2 separate regions of the Capra hircus genome follow, and region 1 is linked to region 2. The links are chromatin contacts, called in public Hi-C maps. All regions are on one chromosome and are shown on one strand. Each heading gives the region's core, a stretch centred on a gene start, on an enhancer-like site or on the middle of the called end of the contact. The rest is flanking DNA. Distances are from core to core; before and after follow the strand shown.

Region 1 (3,566 bases), core at 276-2,775, 450 kb after region 2:
ATATTTTCCTCCCCTCTCCGGTTGTTACTTAGAGGAATCTTACATTGAAGATATTTGCTGGCCTCAATTTTTAAAGAAATAGTTAATTCACTGGTATTCAGATAGGTTATAAGTAAAAATTTTAAAATCTGGACAACACTCCCCCTACCTATCGCCTCATCCATCCTTATACACCCAGAGACTGATTTTATCAGTGTATTGCTCTTGAGGGGAACTCTTGTGTTAAAAGCCTTCTGTGACTTCAAAAGAGCTTTGGACTTCCTTCTTCTACTACCGGTAGGCATCAGGAAAAGAGGAATTTTTCTTTTCCGTCTTTTTCTTTTTTAAACTAAGTAAGCTGATTAGGCAAATGACCCTCCCTCACAGATTATTAGAGGGTATATTCTAATAACAATCAGAAAAGTCTTCTGGGTGGTTGCGGTGTTCCATTATCCATATCACTGCTCCACTCCCAGGACTCATTTCATAAACATGTATTAAGTGTTGGCTTCACCCAAGAATTTACATATGCTACTCAGTGAGTTAGGAGAAAGAGTAATCCCCCAAACAAGATACCATCCTTTCTCTAAAGGACTAGACTTTTGTAAGTTCAAAGAAAGGTGAGTACAAGTAGAGAAAATTTCACAGAATAGGTGGCATTGGACAGTTTGAGAGGATGTTAATAGGAAGAGAGTAAGGAGACATTCCAGGCTGAAGAAATGAGTAAAAGGAAGGAAGTCCACGTCGTATACAGGGGACTGCAAGTTGTCAAGTTTACCGAGTATATTTAGAAAATACACAGGGGAGTAGAAGAAAGTGGGAATATGAAAGCAGATCAGTCACCAATATGTAGGCCCAAGACACTGGAAAGTCACCAGTTTTTAACACAAGAGTTCCTTTCAGAGCAATGCGCTGATAAAATCAGTCTCTGGGAGTGCCGGAAGGATGAGGGGATAGCTTAGCTAAATTCAGGCGTCCAGTCGTGGTGGTGGGAGTGTACCTTGGATGGTAATACTGCGTTGGCCAGAATGTTCTGGTTTTTTCGTGACATCTCACAGAAAAACCCAAGCAAACTTTTTGGCTGACCCAATACTTTGGATGGAAGTTACATGATGCTTGTGGGATCAACTGTTAATGAAGAGAAGACCAGTTTAGATGGCTGACAAGTATTATATGAGTGAAGGATGAAGGGAAAGAAAGAGTAAAGGATGGCTTAGAGGCTTCACCCTGTCTGCACTGTAAGAAAACCATCAGGGAGGCCAGTGGGAGAAAGGGTTTGCTGAAGACTGATGATGTACTAAGCTGTAGTCACGTTGAAGGACCAGCCAGTTAAGCAGCTGTAAATATTTACCTGGCAATCAGTACCAGAGGTAAAGTTCCAGGCTGTCATTTCCCAGACAGAAGTGACGACGGACGCCTTTTCCATGGGTGAGTTCACTCAAGGAGAGGATTTGGAGAGTTGTGGGCTGGGGCAGGACTCTGTATAAGGCCTGTCATTAGTGTAACTAGAGAAGGAAGAAAAGACGAGGAGAGTGAGAATGCAGAGCAGCAGAAGCAGAGCTGGAGGGTGTTGATGGCAATGAGAGGGCTGAAGGCCAGAGTCTTGGTGTGGCCAAAGCTGGGCTGCTGGCTCTTACCGCAGTTCACTTTCTTCTGTGTGTTAGTCACTCAGTCGTGTCTGACTCTTTGCAACTCTGGACTAACAGCCCACCAGGCCCTTCTGTCCATGGAATTCTCCAGGCAAGAATACTGGAGTGAGTTGCCACTTCCTTCTTCAGGGGATCTTTCCGACCCAGGAATCAAACCTGGGTCTCCTGCACTGCAAGCGGCTGCTTCACTGTCCTAGCTACTAGGGAAGCCCTGGTATCTCACTTTCTTAGAGAGACAGTTAATAAAGTGGGGAGAACATGGGTTTAGAAATCAGACAGGACAAGGATCAAACTAGTTCTGCCACCTTACAGCTGTGCACAGTTGGGTAGCATCTCTGAACCTCAGCTTCCTAACCTGCAAAACGTAGATCTACATGTAAGATACATGGCCAGGCACAGTTCTCTCAAGTTTTAGTGACAGTAGTTTGAGGCACTGTTTATGGGGATGGCATGTTTATTTCTGGTTTTCTTCATCCTTTTTCTCCTCAACTCCCTGCCTTTTTAAAAATAAGCATTTAGTTGTTTAAATCTGGAGTTTAAAAAAAAAAAAACACACCTCCCATTGTTTAATATCACAATCCAATTAAGCCAAAAACTAGGATATAATTGAAATACTGGTTTCAACCCTCAGATACACCAATCTCACTAAATAAAAGGCAAGCAAGGAGGCCTTCAAGGATTCAAAGTCTACTTCTAAAACATGTTATTCTTTATAATGAACAGAAGCTTTAGAATTATATGATTAAATCAGCTTTTATATAAAAAGCTCTGAAATTTGAAAACAAAAGAAAACAAGCTATTACTGCTATGCCTGGGTTTATTCTGAACTCGAATAGGTCAGCTTTGCAGAGAATTGTTTTTCTGGCTACTAAATTATCAAAATCTTGACTTGGTGTAAGGATCACGGGAGCCTTGTTGTAAAGGACAGCTTACTCGGGTGACCACTTCCCCAAAGGAGGTGCGTTTACCTCCAGCTGACTCTGGCGTGTGGAGCCGCCTGGGCGTCCTGCCTGCCTTCCCCTCTGGCCTCTCTTCTTCCCCTGCATCCTTCCCGTTAGGCTGACACTGTGCTTTGCGTCCTGCGCCTGTTATTCCCGTACCTGCAGCACCTGAGGCAGTGCCTTGAACGTTGACAGTAGATGTGCCAGACATATTTGCTGAAAGCATAGAAGGCATAGTTTATATCTCCAGATAATGAGAGAATTTCTTTAATATTTAACTCCCAGAACTTATCACTGGGTAGACAGGACTTACACTGTTTGCTTGTTCTTTCATAAAGTTTAATAGTGTAATTCCCTAAAACAAGAAAATGTTAACTATTGATACAGATGGAAAGATGTTGAGAGGATCTGTAAATTTTGTGGGTCTTCAGCTGGTCCTTAAACCTTATTAAGATTTAGAGAGAATAAACAAGGTTCTGGGCTAAGGAAATGAGAAATAACCGAATGGAAAAAGTTCATATTAGGGAATAGATGGAATATTTAACATAGAACAGAAACAGATTTAGCTAATATGAATGCTGTCTTCCAGACCACGTTTTCACTTGTATTAGTTTTAGTCTCACGGAAACTGTGAGGCAGGTGGCATCACCCCCACTTGCAGATTAAAACTGAGGCTCAGGGAGGCTAAGTCACAGCCACAGGGGACCCAGGTCTGCTGTCACGCAGCCGGGTCTGGGCCTTCGTGTCAGGCCACGGCTCATGTCGTTGAACTCAATTTCTTTGGGAGGCATCTAGTTTCTTAATGGGTTACAAGATAATGTAAGCAATGTGTTTAAAAATATTTTGTCATTTTAATACATTTAGTGGATGTTTTAAAAATTGAAAGACGGCCTTAAAGTGCCTTTTTAAAGAATACTTTTTTTTCTATCCTAATTTTTTCCTCTCTTCATTTCTCTCTCCTCTCCTGTATCTCCCACAATTCTATTTTTCAATAATA
Region 2 (4,178 bases), core at 993-3,492:
CTAGTTGAATTTTATTTAGAAACAAGATACAATCTCCTGAATCTACGGTTAAACAAAAAAGTGGCTTTAGCTAGAAGTCAATTGGACTGACATTCTGATCAGCTGTGCCACTCGCTGACCCTGTGATCTTGGAACATAGCTTAACTGCTGGGTCTTGACATCATCTGCCAAGAGAGCATTTGGAATGCCATCAGATGCTCTCAGAGGGCCCATTCCAGCTCTGAAATACTGGTTTTTCTGGGCACAGAGACCCATCCTTACCACTGTCCCTATTGTGTCTTTGTTTCTTCCAGTTATTGTTTAGTGGTTCCTCATTCTTGGCCAGGGCTGCAAGGTCTGGGCCTGGCCTGCTGAGATTGCGAGCTAAAGGCTTCAGGTTTTGTCCCCTTGTATCCAGGTGGCCCCACCCAGTCTCCCAGCAGGGGGCAAAGAACCTGTCTCGCTTAAATGAAAGGCATGAAGTGGGAACCAACATCTAAAGAAGTCTTTTTGTTGGAGAAATATTGATCTTCCCAGAAAGTGGTTTGTATGAACTGACCTCCAGTGACCCTGAATGAGGGTCATCCTTGGTCTACAAATTCCACTTACTGTGTAGTACTGATGACTGTAAGAATTCTTGCAACAATCTGTGGCAGACTGAATTGTTTTTCAGAACATTCTTTTCAGTACGTAATACATTGACTTCATGCCAAGAGAGATGCTGACCTTGGGAAAACTGGAAGCAGAACACTTGAGTTCGAATCTTGGCTACTTCACTTATAGGAAAATTATGCAGTTTCTTTTAGCCTCTGTTTCTTTCTCTGAAAGACAGCAATGATAACACTACTCATCTCAGGATCTCCCATCAAGATTGCTGTGAGCACTGAGTGAATTGTTGCTACCAGGAGAAGCAAACTAGCATGTGTGTGTGTTCAGTTGCTCAGTCATGTCCAACTCTTTGTGACCCCATGACTGAAGCCCACCAGGCTCCTCTGTCCATGGAATTGTCCAGGCAAGAATACTGGAGTGGGTTGCCATTACCTCCTCCAGGGGATCTTCCTGACCCAGAGGACTGAACCCAAGTCTTTTGCATCTCCTGTATTAGTAGGTAGATTTTTTACCACTGTACCACCTGGGAATTCAGTTCATCCACCTTAGTTGAGAGTATAGGTGAAGGGAAATTTCAACTTCACTTCCTCTGGCCCCTTCGGCCAGTCAGTGGACTGCACTTTATCCATGACAAACAACTATAGCTTTTAAAAAATAGATTCAAAACATCATTCTAGTTTGCCTAAGGCTCCTCGGCGTTTACCCCATGTTTGAATTGTCCTTGGTGTGAAGAACGACCAGAAGCTGCTTGCAGGCAAAGATGCCCAGAAGCTCTGTGGGCATTCCATGGATACTAAACATAGTGCTATCTCCAAGCAGCATCAACTAGGACACTTTGATGGATAATGGGAGCTTGAATATTTTATGTATCTTGTTTTCCAATTATACTTGAGTTAAAAAAGCTTAGTAGTAGTAGGAAACTAAATTGCAGGTCTGGCAAAAGATTGAAGAGAAAAACCTAAAGTATGAGTGCTTAAAAAAGGGATGCTTGCTCAGTTTGGGAGCTTTGGCTTACTTTTCTTGATACTCTACTACCATCTGGCTTGGATTTTCTTTAGGAAAAAAAAAAAACAACTCTGTGCTGATTTTGAAGTATTGGCTTATCTTTGATGCCTCTGTAGATTCATCTACTTCTGAGTAAATGGCCCACGATAAATGTGTGTTCATGCTCAGCGTAGGGTAGCTGCTCCCAGAAATGTAAGCAGCATCAGCAAACTCTTCCTAAGAGGAGGGCTCATCTGCTGAAAAACTATTTTCCCAAGCTAGACAGAGAGTCTAAACTTTGGGGTAGGAGAGGAGGAGCAGATGGACTGGGGTCTAGGCTGCAGGGCACGCTGGAAGGTTTTCTTGGCCTGTTTGCTCTTCAGATCTAGAGTTTAGAGTATGAGATATAGTGACATTCTCACACTGGTCCCTAGTCATAAAGGAAACCCTGTCCCGTGAGAAGCCGAGACATTTCAGCCCTTGATTATCTCATCAGCAAGTGACAGGGGGCCTGGTGGAGGAACGATGGGGTCCTCTTGCCTGTCATCACCTGCCGTTTTCTTGCTTGTTAGTCCTTTGAACATTTCTTTTCCACGTCTTCCGGGCCGAGGCATATGGTGAGACGAACCCACACAATCGTTTGAGCTAGAGCTGACCTCTAGGTGGCGCGTTAGCACAGAGAATGGTAGTAACTGGCGTCACCTAGGGCCTGTGTTTCTTGAAGGTATTCATTATATAAGGGGATTCGTGGGAATCGGGCTTCATGGGCTGCACAATAGCGGGGTGACCTGGCCTTTGTCACGTTCAAGCTACGACCCAGAAGAGGTCGTTGGTGGCGCAATGCCGCAAAAGCACCTAGTCCCAGGCAATATCACACGGGTCTAAGTTCCTGCCTGGTAGAGCCTAGAGAAGCTCGGCCAGGTTGCACGGTTTGGGTTCAGACTGCTGGGACAGCGACTCAAGGGCTTCAGGTTTGGTCCCCTCACATCCAGGAGGCCTCACTCAGGTTTCCAGCCTCAAACTGAGCACTCTTGGTCAGCTGCCTGCCCAAGGTCTCCAGACATTGCAGACAGTTCCTGGGTTACAGCCCTTCCCTCCTCCCTGCACACCTCATTCTCACCCTCTGTTGTTTACCAAGCACTTTTCGCGGTGTGATCTCACTTGTTGCTTACTGACTCCCAGGGAGGAGGGGCAGGGTGCAGCCCTCCAGAGTGGGGTCTTCCCTGAGACCCCTTTCCCTGTCTGTCTCTGCCAGTAAATAAATCTTTGGGGACCAACTACCGAATCCAACTTGGTGATTTCAGAGTTTAGCATGTGGTACTTCGCACAGAGAGGTGCTCAAAATTGTTTACTGAATGAATAAATATTTACAGTTGAAGAAACCAAATCAAGGGACAGTAGGTAGTAGAGTCCAGTGCAGAGAGCAGGGTTTCAGGCTCCTAGGACCAGCAACATTGCTGCACTACTAATTACATCACATGCTTTTCTAGTAAAAAATATAGGTTGCTTTTACAGGGACCCATGCAGATCTGTCTCCATGTCTGGCGTTAAAGAACATGAACACTATAATCTGGCTCAGGCCCTGGAGCCCCAGTCGACCATCTGTCAAGGGCACACCAGCAGATCTGAGTGAGTCTAGAGGAGTGACTGGCCTTTGTGTGTCCTTCCTTAGAAGCGTGAGGGCATGCTAGGCACTCTGAGCTTCCCATCTATCAAAACCCTTCTGTCAGGAATTCCCTGGCAGTCCAATGGTTAGAACTCCACTCTCTTACTTCGGAGGGCTGAGATTCAATCCTTGGTTGGGGAACTAAGATTCTGTAAGTTGCACAGCGCAGCCAAAACAAACCAACAACAGCAAAACAAAACAAAAACCACCTATTTTTGGCTGTGTCAGGTCTTAGTTGAGGCACGTGGGGTCTTTGTTCTGTCATGAGAGATCTTTCATTGCGGCCCATGGACACTCTAGTTGTGGCCAACGTGTGGGCCTAGTTGTTCCATAGTATGTGGAATCTTAGTTCCCAGACCAGGGATTAAACCGGTGTCCCTTGCATTGCAAGATGAATTCATTACTGGGAAACCAGGGAAGTCCCCAAAACTTTTATCTCTGACTGACAGAATATCTTTGGGTCAGAAACTCCATCCAGTTATTATCCACCCCATCCCATTCCAAACCTTCTTTGTTGTTTAAATGTACATATTTCAGGTAGTTTAGGACTCTGCAATGAGAGCTACATAAGTTCAAGTCCCGATTCCACCACTTTCTTCCTAGTTGCTGACCTTGGGCAAGTCATTCAACCTCTTGTGCCTCTATTTCTCATTTTTGGAGTGACGATAATGAGATAGTTAATTCAGAGCATTATTGTGGGGATTTAGAGAGTTAATATGTATAGAACAATTTACCAGTCCCAGGTAACAATTAAAGGCTAGAAAGTATTCTGCTGACCTCTCTCAGTTATATTCTGGATTTGAGACTGTTTTGTATTCACCCTATGTTCACCTCTTCATGATTTTGTGGAATCCCTGGAATTCCTGCATTCTAGCTGCCAGGCTCTCAATTTGCTCCCACTCAGTTACAGCTCTTTTGAGATCTAAAGAAGAGAGAACGT

Evidence for each region. Hi-C and Micro-C count contacts between places; a contact is called where the count stands out from the background.
Region 1: a contact with region 2 is called in a Hi-C map of blood, with 5 times the contacts expected there. The contact joins two enhancer-like sites. A contact is called at or near these places in 2 of 5 Hi-C or Micro-C datasets (both in blood).

Annotation. Positions count from the first base shown.
Region 1 is chr3:90,854,511-90,858,076 of ARS1.2, forward strand. The region is part of intron 19 of MAGI3 (membrane-associated guanylate kinase, WW and PDZ domain-containing protein 3); the gene reads left to right. Among named protein-coding and RNA genes, the nearest start is that of PHTF1, 76 kb to the right of the region's middle. Within about 2 kb of position 1,526, at least 1 of the 5 cell types and tissues checked has an H3K27ac peak or open chromatin away from gene starts, as enhancers often do.
Region 2 is chr3:90,407,574-90,411,751 of ARS1.2, forward strand. No RefSeq gene overlaps it. Among named protein-coding and RNA genes, the nearest start is that of LRIG2, 72 kb to the left of the region's middle. Within about 2 kb of position 2,243, at least 2 of the 5 cell types and tissues checked have an H3K27ac peak or open chromatin away from gene starts, as enhancers often do.